Regions from separate parts of the Zea mays genome. Here region 2 is linked to region 1. Evidence: chromatin contacts called from public Hi-C data. All regions are on one chromosome and are shown on one strand. The core of a region is the stretch at or near the end of the contact, and the rest is flanking DNA. Distances in the headings are between cores, read along the strand shown.

Region 1 (5,162 bases), core at 796-3,295:
TGGTGTTGATCATCTCAATCACCATTTTGCCTTTGCCCAAGTCCATGTTGCATATTTTGAACTATATACATAAACACTAGCAAACAGTTTTAGTCTAAATGGTTACACTGATCATTGAATACCAAAACTCTATTATCAAATGAACCTCGATCCATTTTTCTTACAAGTAGAATTGTGACGGTGCCATAATCCACGTGCAGCCTCTGCATGGGCGACTAACGATCATGTCGCCCTTTGTTCCATAGTGTCAACGTTCAGGACGATGACATAAGGTCAGGTAGGCCCTTCGTTTCACTCTTTGGCTTGAGTGGGAACAGAGGTATACATTTGGGCTGGACCTAGTGGGTCGGCTCGAAGCATGAAAAAAGCACGGCCCAAGCACAACACGAAACAAAATAAGTTTGGGTCGGGCCAGCTTGAAATTATGCATCGGGTCGGGCTTAGGATGAGGTCGCGGCCCACGAGCGGGCACGAGCATCATGACCCGTTTACGGAGGCATGAAATATCCCCTTTACAAGCACGAAAAGCCCCATATTCATTTGGTCATCCACTTCTAATCATGAAAATCATTCGCTCCAATTTGGCTAGCCGCATGTTTAATCACGGTATGAAGTGTCAACCACCCATTGGTTTTGTGTTCTTTGATTTTTTTTTAAATTATAAAGCTTGAAATGTAAATATCTACTAAATGATATATTGAATTTCGGGTTTTTGTTGTGAATTTTGGGATTTTATGTGAATTTCGAGCTCTGATATGAATTTCAGGCCTTGTTTGAATTTCAGGCCAGAATTTGAATTTCTGGCTTTTTACAATTTCGGGTTGCCCGAAATGAGCCCGACACGTTTAACCGATAACGTGTCGGGTTGAGGGCTAAGCCCATGGACCACCTCGGGAAGAAATTCAATCGTGCCGATCCTTTTCGGGCTTGGACTGGACCGGCCCAGGCGGCCCAAATGTGCACCTATAAGTGGAGAGCTAAACTAGGGTTAGAGTTTCGGGGTATGAAGCTTTTGGGGATTCCAACCTAGGGTTAGGTATTGAGCAAGATGAGTTGATTATTTCCCCTCCTTCAACTTGTTGTAGAGCTAAAACTCGACTAGATCCAAGCCATTTATGCGGATTTGGCTCGATGGGGTCCTAAAACCTAAAGGATGTGGATTCTACGGTTAGGATTTAGATGCCAAACCTGGATTTGGTTACACTGTTAGTCTATAGAATCTTAGACTATAACCCTAGGTACTAAAATGGGTAAAACTGGGCCCATAGCGTTGGAATTGGCGGAGGTCGCCATGGGAAGTGGAGACTCTAGTGGTCGGTGTCGAAATCGGTGTATCATGGTTGTTGCACTGAGGGCGCAAATGCGATGATCTTCCTGTCACTAAGGCTATTCTCAGTGGTGAGTTTCAATGCATTTGTTTCCAATGCTCCCACATCAGATATTTAAACTAGTCAACCGTGTATGCGGAGTTTCATCCCCATTAAACTCTCCCATTAAACTCTCTCAATATCTCTCCTCTTAATTACACTACTATATCACCAAGCATGATGATGTGTCATCGTATTTAATGAGTTTGAAACTCTCATTGAGAATGATATAACCGTGTTAGAGTGAATGGCTTCTCGTATATGAAAAAACGCTGCAACAAATAAGTTGTTACGCCCTCTGTCAGAACATGAGGATCCTCTCGCTGAATCCTCTCGCTGAATCTAGCTTGAGATCAATTCCATCAGTAACGAGATCACCATTAGTTAGATCGCCGTGGATACAGAGTATATATCGCACCTGTACATGGAAAGACGATATCGGTAGAGGCCGCTAAAAATCTCCAGTTCAACACATCCACTGTGGTGCATGCACTGAAACGACAACTCCTATCAAACCGTACACACTCTACCACACTTGAAAATATTACTTTTGTCACGTCACCTTTCACGCCCCCTCGCCCCAGTGTCCTCCAAACCCCACCCCACCCGGCCCCACCCCACACACTCTCAGAAAAGCCCTAGCTGAGTATACACTGCTCACTACACTGTTGATTCCATGTCTCAGTCACTTCTCATCTCTCCTTTTTAGGCCAAACACCACCCCCACCAGTCCCTGCGCTCCCCCCCTAAAAATAGAAGCAGCAGCATGCAATTCCCCACACCCTCAAACAGATCCTGAAGCTGGTGCTCTCCCTGCAGATCCCCAATCACCAGACGATGGGCTTATGAGAGTGAGCCAGCACCCCAGCACAGCAACTGTGTTACCGGCATCACTACCACTGCGAGAGAGTAAGAAGCAACAGATGGGATGAACCAGGGAGCTATATACTCTCCCTACTATTCCAATGCTTAATCCTTAACACTATATATCTTCTACTTATGCGATCATTTGCTTCGTTCTTGATCTGATTATTATGCTCCATGCTGCTGGATCTTATGCAGGCTCAAGAAGCCAGCAGGCTCCAACTCCCACAGTACTTGTGAGAACCAAAGCTCAGCTGGTAACTACTTGTTCCTTTCTTTGATATTTTTCGAAGAAGATTTTCAGACACACGGACTAGCTGCATATGCTCTAGTCATCTCAGTGGCCACTTGGAACTTCTGAGCACAGCTCCGATCCCGAATAAACAGATCCCTCCAATCCCAACTTGTGCTACAATAATGCAGGCTTACGAGAATATATATGTAGTAGTATACAGTATTATATGGATATGCAAATTAAATACCCATTTCTTCATTGAGTAAAGAATATTACTCCTACAGAGGAGGAGGAGGCCTAATTATCATATCGATTATAATAAATAAGATGTAAAGGTGAAACTGTTTCAGCTCACACAAGCTACACTCCTTTCTCTCTGTTTTCCCCCCTTCCGATCCTTAGCTCATCCATGGACATGTCGCCGAACCCCGACAGCCCCTCGTCAGGAGGGGGCAACGGCATCGGGCCGAGCAGCGGAGGCGCATCGCCGTCGGTTGGTTCCATGACGCCGCAGTCGCCGAGCCGGTACGAGGCGCAGAAGCGGCGCGACTGGAACACGTTCGGGCAGTACCTGCGGAACCACCGGCCGCCGCTGAGCCTGGCGCAGTGCAGCGGGGCTCACGTCCTGGAGTTCCTCCGCTACCTGGACCAGTTCGGCAAGACCAAGGTGCACGGCCCGGCGTGCCCCTTCTTCGGCCATCCGAACCCGCCGGCGCCGTGCCCCTGCCCGCTCCGCCAGGCCTGGGGCAGCCTGGACGCCCTGGTGGGCCGCCTCCGCGCCGCCTTCGAGGAGAACGGGGGCCGCCCGGAGTCCAACCCCTTCGCGGCGCGCGCCGTGCGCCTCTACCTCCGCGAGGTCCGCGAGCACCAGGCCCGCGCCCGCGGCGTCAGCTACGAGAAGAAGAAGCGCAAGAAGCCGCAGCAGCTGCAGGGCGACAGCAGCGGCGGCCTTCACGGCCACGCGCACCAGCCGCCGCCGCCGCCCCCGCCGCCCGCCGGCGCCGCCTGCTGAGCCTGAGATGTTCCATCGTCGCCTCGACGGCTCGTAGCCTCGTACGTACGTACGTACGCTCTCCCATTTGGCCGGTATGATGCCAGATTGAGCTTGAGCATACATATTTTATGTATCATCTCGCGCGCGTATGCGTGCATGCATGTGCATGGCAGCAGTAGTGTATGATGATCCGTGTACTCTACCCGTGAGAAGCACTACTATCTAGTACGTGTGTGTACTGCATTGCTGGTCCTGTGTTTTCGATTCGCTTTGGTGTTGTCGGATCTATTTGCATTGCTTGTAGGAGTGAGCAAGTGTGTTTGCTGTACTTTGGACTGAGGAGTAGTATGTCCGTCGTCCGTACGTCCTTTGAGGTCTAGCTAGGGACAGGGAGATACATATATGGTGATCTCTCTTTGCTGCAGCTTCTGTTTGTGGGAAATTCAAAAGCCTGTGTCGTGTGTGTGTCCATCTATCTCTCTCTCTACGCATGCATGTGTCATTTCGATCCTGGCAAGCATCTGCGTCTCTTGTTTTCTAGTTTTGCTTCCTGTTTCGTTTCCCTTTTAATGGTACCGTACCAGGATGCAGTGGCAGTGATCGATGGCAATGGTGCATGTCTAGTTGCCTCAACGGCGATAGGGCCGGGCGAGAGCGTTGTACAGTGCGCGCGCAATAGCTAGCAAGGAGGATCGGACAAGCATGTCCTACTCACTATTGATGCTATTCTATGTGCATTCTTGCGATCGAGTACATACAGTATGCATGTGGCAAATTGCTGTCCTTTGTTTTACGATCGATCTTTTCCCATGGGTTTCTGATATGAATAGCTCTCTGCTATTTGATGTTCTTGTGGCACATGAAGCATATATAGGAAATTAAAACGTACACGACCATGTTGCTAAGTTTCATTCTCATGGGTTTCTAGTATATATATGTTTTTGCTTGCTACTGTTTACTCGATCGTCAGTTGAGATTATCTGTCCACCTACAGCTATTGCGTCTGGGGAGTGGGGATAACCATTTTACGTCTGGGGATTTTTCACCTCCACATTATAAACCAAATAAAAATGAGCAAAAATTTATGGTTTAGTCGTCGTACAGTCTGCATGCATGACTTTTAAATAGTATTATACGAAGGAAAGAGTTGTTCTAACACCTATGTTCATTTTTGCTTACAACATCTGAATGTATTTATTCAATTGGTATACGGTGGTTTATACATGCGGGAGTTCTTCCTAGCTTTAATAAGCTTAATATTTAGATAACTAATTGTAATTCTTATTCCATTTTAATTTGACATCTACCATGATTAAAAAGAGTTATCACTAGTAAGAAATGACTTTTTTAAGATATCTCCTGTTTCTTATGAGAATGACGGTTTTCTTAGCGAGAAGGAGCACTGTAGCTTATGAGCCTCTATAGAAATGAATTTTAGAGATGATTTTGTTAAGTAAATCGTCACTAAAAATAGATCTATTTTTAAAGACAGTTGGTTTAAGAGAGAGCCACTTCTGAAAACATGAACTTTAGGTTTTAGTTTCTTGTGTCAACCTTCTATAAAAATATGTGATTTCTCTTGCTAGGGATGGTTGATTTAAGTCCACAGTATGTAGCTAGAAATCGATTTTCAAAGACAATTAAAATATTTGGATCATAAATAAATCTATAACTTTTTCAAATAAAGTTGAATAAAGATAAA
Region 2 (5,052 bases), core at 1,513-4,012, 290 kb after region 1:
TAGAAACAGTCCTACATGGCCGTATGTGCCGCTATGTACGACAAGCTCCGGCGCAGCCGCCGCTTGGACGCGGTGCAGAGCGGCTGCTCCGCGCTGTCCATCGTCAAGCAGGGGGACCTCATGGTCGTCGCCAATGTCAACGACTCTCGGGTTGTTCTGGGCACCGCAGTCGACGACGACGCCATCACGCCGTCCAGCTCATCGTCCACCTGAAGCCCAACCTGCCACGTAAGTCGCTACTGACTGGCCATGAATTCTTGTGCGTTGAGACGATGGTCGTTGCTGACGTTGTATGAGTGTTCTCGAACACGATGTATGTAGAGGAGTAGCGCATCCGGTGGTGCAACGGCCAGGGGTACTACCTTGCTAATGAGCCTGAGGTGCACTTCGTTTTACAACCCAGCCAAAAGTCATCAGTACTCGGTATGTCGCGCGCGTTCGACGACTACTATATCGAGGACTGTGGCGTCATCTTGGCGCTAGAGATGACACAGAGGAGGACCGACAACAATGACCAGTTCGTCATCATCGCCAACGTTGGGGTAGCTTTTGTGCCGACTTGCCTTTAATTCTCTTCACAAACACACACTTGCCTTTTTGTTTAAGCAAAAGTGTATGGTGCTACGTGTCTGATGACTAACGATGTACGAGGGAATTTCTTCCGGTATGTGTGGAACATGCTCTCCAATGATGAGACCATGCAAATCGTGACATATATCGAAGTCTGCATGATACTGATGGTTGTAATGTAGTGCTGAAACAGATAGATTATAAATAACAAAATTTATGTATGGCCAGAATCACAAATTGATTATGAAACATTTTCTCATAACGGTATAACACACATTTTGTATATAAGTTATCGTAGTATACTGGTATTATATATTCTTGTTGCAACGCACGGGCATTCAGCTAGTATATACATATGCCTTCAATGGAGCTATAGTTTGTTTCATGGTCATGGCTTGAGATTTACAGTGATCGCGTCATGTGTTTCAAGATTTAGAAACTCGTAATGCCATCTGTATGGGTACACAAAGTTTATATATTTACCAATGATCGTGTTATACATTCTGATTTATTATTTAGGATCAGACTTTACAATGAATAAAAAAGAAAGCTACCAAAGATAAGACAAAAAGATGGCTTACTTGAGCTTATCTCGTGACATTATAGTAAGTAAAATAGGAATGATATTATTAAGCTTTTGAGATTTTGATTACAAACTATTTAACAAGTTGAAGAACTTCAAAATCAAAGTTTAAACAAAAAGGATAAAAGATATGACAAAAACTTTGAAACATCGACAAGTGGACAGCTTATTGAGGATCACCAGAGCACCCGCTGTGTGGTTTCCAATAGATCTGGCGAAGTGCATTTTTGTAGAATATTCTAGAGAATTTACAACCTTTGCAACGAGTACATGCTCGGCAGTAATGAACTTCGGATCTACTAGATATGGACAGATTATTGAAAGGTCAGTGTGCATAACACAGGGTACGGTGACCCCGCACACAATTTCTCATCAGATGAACATGAGTTTTTTTTAATAATCCTATACATAAAAATAACAACTTCTAGTTAGAAGATACGACCAAAACACAAGAAAATTATAGTACCGCCGTAGATTCAATGCGCTTATATATAGTTTTGAACTAACAAATCATTGAGTGAAGTCTAGTAACTTGGCCACAGCATAGTATCATTATACAATCTGGTACTGGTGTTCACAAGATCATCCGGTCGGTGTTTAAAAAAAATACCGGTCGAGCAACATCTGGTGGGTTTGGTAATTTGGTTTATGCTATTTTGATCCACTAGTCAATTTTTAGGAAAAAAAACTACATAATCCCTCACCTTTTTTCTTTTATATCTATTTCACTCTTGTAGAAGTAGTAGAAGTCGATACTGAATAAAAACCAAGCGAACATGTGTCAAGCACCTTAGACTTTTATAAACCAGCTGTTCAATCCCAGTCCAAACTAGTTCACACTGATATGATAACTTTAGGCATCTACACTTCACTTCATATATCAAAACAACGTTGAACTAGACATAGTCACTTATACATTACTCCAACTAAACTTTAGTTCTAGGTGGTCTATTTTTTTTGAATTTATTTGGTGATTAAACTTAGTTTAACTAAATTTTAGATCTAAGTGATCTGAACATGTCTTAAGAGAAGTTTGTCCTAGAAACTTCCAAATGTAAAAGAAACACCATTGAACAGGAAATTTATTTGGTGATTCTCTCTGCTCCATAAAAATATCATTCTCATTTCCCAAGTTGTCAAAATTTCCATCTTTAGCCAAATATATATAGAACTACTAATATATTTATATATAATAATTATTACTAGATAGATCTTTAAATATATTTTTTATAATAAACTTATTTAAGATACAAATGCAACTAATATTTTCTGAGAATGTAGTTAAATTTTAACTTTAAAAATATCCAGCCCATATCTATATAAATAAATAAATAAAATGCTCAGCACACCTCACATTCTCAACGTGTCTCCCTCGAGGCCCATTATCCCATACCATCACCTGCGAGCTGGTTCTAGACAAAATATATTCAAAGTCCAAGGGAGGAGATGAAAATCTCATACCCATGGCATGACAAATAAAGACAGGCATGGGCCCGGTGCACGCTCCTTCCAAAAGGAGCCGATCTCAAAAACAGAACAGTGTCCGCATTTCAAACTGGGCTCCATAAAGTTCTGTCGCCTCGCCTGTGACCTGTAGGGTGTAGGGTAGCAGCAGGCAGCGGAGGGGAGAGAGAGAGAGGGGGGATGGATTCTCAAGCGCCGCTTCGTCCTCCTCTAGCTTTCGCCTGCTTCATCTTCCTTTGCTCATCCTTCTGCGCAGCAAATGGGATGTACGACAGGGTTGGTGCGGCGGCGTCAGATGGGGAGAGCAGGAGGATGCGGCTGCACACCGACGGGAGCCGCGGCGACGCGCACGCGTGGCCTGGGTACCTCTACACCCGAGCAGTTGGGAGATGCACACCCCAGTAAGCAACTCAAACCACTCCCAGTCCCGTTCTTGGAATCAAATGTAGTGCCTTCCTTAGGTCGATGTTAAGAGGGTCTAGCTTTCAGTTGGTTAGTCCAGCAACTTTTGTTGCTCATTGTGTCGAGCACATATGTCGAGCACATATCCTGTGCAATCACTCATTTTGGTGCAAGCGTGCAATCAAACTATCCAGAGCATCCAATCTAGATCCTACGGTTTCATATGGAAGAGGTTAAAAGTAAAATAGGCACTATGTTTTAGGAAGACATTGAATCTATCCTGGTCAAGGAAGTAAATGAATAAGAGGCTGCATCTTGGGATGTTCCTGCGTGTAATCTTTCCTGGTCAAGGAAGTCGGTGGTTTTAGATACCTCCAGAGTACACACTGACACTGTAGGAGCTGGATGCTCTGTAGCGTACTAAACCGAACCTTTTAAGTTCAGGATGCAGAGAATGAGAAGGCATGAAAATGAGAGCCTTTTTGGTTGGTTGATGCAAGATGTGTCCCAAAAATTTAATCTTCTGGGGATTGGTAGATCTCAAATAATTGCCGCTTCAGCCATAAAATTCCAGTTTTTTCGTACTTATACTATTGCAGCGCAACCCTTTGCGAGCCCACCACCTCAAACGTCCTTACTTGAAATACCTTGTCGTACACTCCATCCCGAGCTAAAATTCCTAAGCAAACCATCCCATGGAATCGTCCTGGTAGGCTGTACAGCACTTGCTCCATCGAGTACGTTTCGGCTTTTGAACAAGAAGTTAGGACGTTGTCTGGTCAGGTAGAGATGTCGTTGAGCCATTGGCAATTTTGCCATTATCATTTGTGGGCTTCGCCAGTATGCCATCAGACCCACAAATCATAGACACAGACGGTCCCACCAGTCATAGACACGGGATGGCATAATAACAGGCAGCCAAAATTGAGAGTGGCAAAATAGCAAATTTCTCAGATGATGTCGTTGTAAGTTGTAACAATGTTCTTCCTTGGTAATCATGTCACTCCTTATTTGCAGTATCTGTATGTGGCGCAATTTTCCATTTTTTGAGTTGGTTGTTGTGAGTGCTCAACCATCATAAAACAGCTCCTGTCCTGGCCTAGTCCCATGACATTAGGACCATCCACATTGGTTTCATTAATTATACAAATCTATGAGCATTTCGTCGATCTCAAGCTTTGGTTGTCGTTGTTGTCCTGTTGTGGGGCGTCCTGTTATTAAGAGAAGTTGTTTGGGCTTGTGGCCTTGGGGGGCGTTCTCTGCAATAGATGCATTGCTATCATAACATCTGTGTGATCCAGTTCTGTGGATCACGCCTTTCTACATACGATTTTTATGGCGACAAGTCAGCAAAATGGCTACAACTACCTGCTGGTGCAGCTTGGTAAAAAAAAAAATCCCATCCATGGTGAGTTTTTAAAAAATAATCATAGTTATGGCCTTATGGGTACTGACAACCAGCTAATTGCTAAACAATATCGAGTCCAAAAGAGTCCTTCCATGAATCTAGGGAAGGAAAAACACATCTAGGGAATAAAAAGAGTTCTTGATCAGTTTTATACATCTGGCAATCAAATAAAACTTGGGAACACGTTCCTTTTCCTTTACATCATAGTAGTTATTAGCTGTTGGCCTACTGATGCTCTTTCTGTATGGAACACAACTTCCTTTTTGGATTGTTTTTCCTCAGTACTAACATCTATTTGTGAGTGTCTGCCAAACACTATAACTGTTTATTAAGATGTTGGCGAGATCCTCGTATCAATATCACATTACCGTCTGCAAACACACTGCAGATTCTGGAGCAGCGGAGCCGAGCCCTGGCCCAACATCGTCCCACAGGAAGCGGCGGTGGCGAAGGTGTTCGGGTCTAGGTCCGTGGAGCGCTACGGGCCGCGCCTCACCCTGCTGGAAGCTACCATGAGGACCGACGATGCCGGTGGCAGCGCCTTCGTGAAGCTCGTGAAGCAAGGGAGCGCCGCCCTCCTCAACGCCTACGCGAGGAGAGGGTTCCCTTTCGACTCCTGGGAGGT

Evidence for each region. Hi-C and Micro-C count contacts between places; a contact is called where the count stands out from the background.
Region 2: a contact with region 1 is called in a Hi-C map of leaf, with 4 times the contacts expected there. The contact joins the promoter of LOC100194081 here to the promoter of LOC100275232 in region 1. A contact is called at or near these places in 5 of 25 Hi-C or Micro-C datasets (ear, endosperm, leaf and 1 more).

The regions. Positions count from the first base shown.
Region 1 is chr2:30,747,886-30,753,047 of Zm-B73-REFERENCE-NAM-5.0, forward strand. LOC100275232 (putative protein of unknown function (DUF640) domain family protein) reads left to right here and starts at 2,046. Exons shown (of 3, transcript NM_001149369.2): 1 at 2,046-2,276; 2 at 2,430-2,488; 3 at 2,869-3,930. The coding sequence starts at 2,876. The coding sequence ends at 3,478.
Region 2 is chr2:31,033,930-31,038,981 of Zm-B73-REFERENCE-NAM-5.0, forward strand. LOC100194081 reads left to right here and starts at 2,763. Exons shown (of 2, transcript NM_001139136.1): 1 at 2,763-3,018; 2 at 4,816-5,052. The coding sequence starts at 2,798.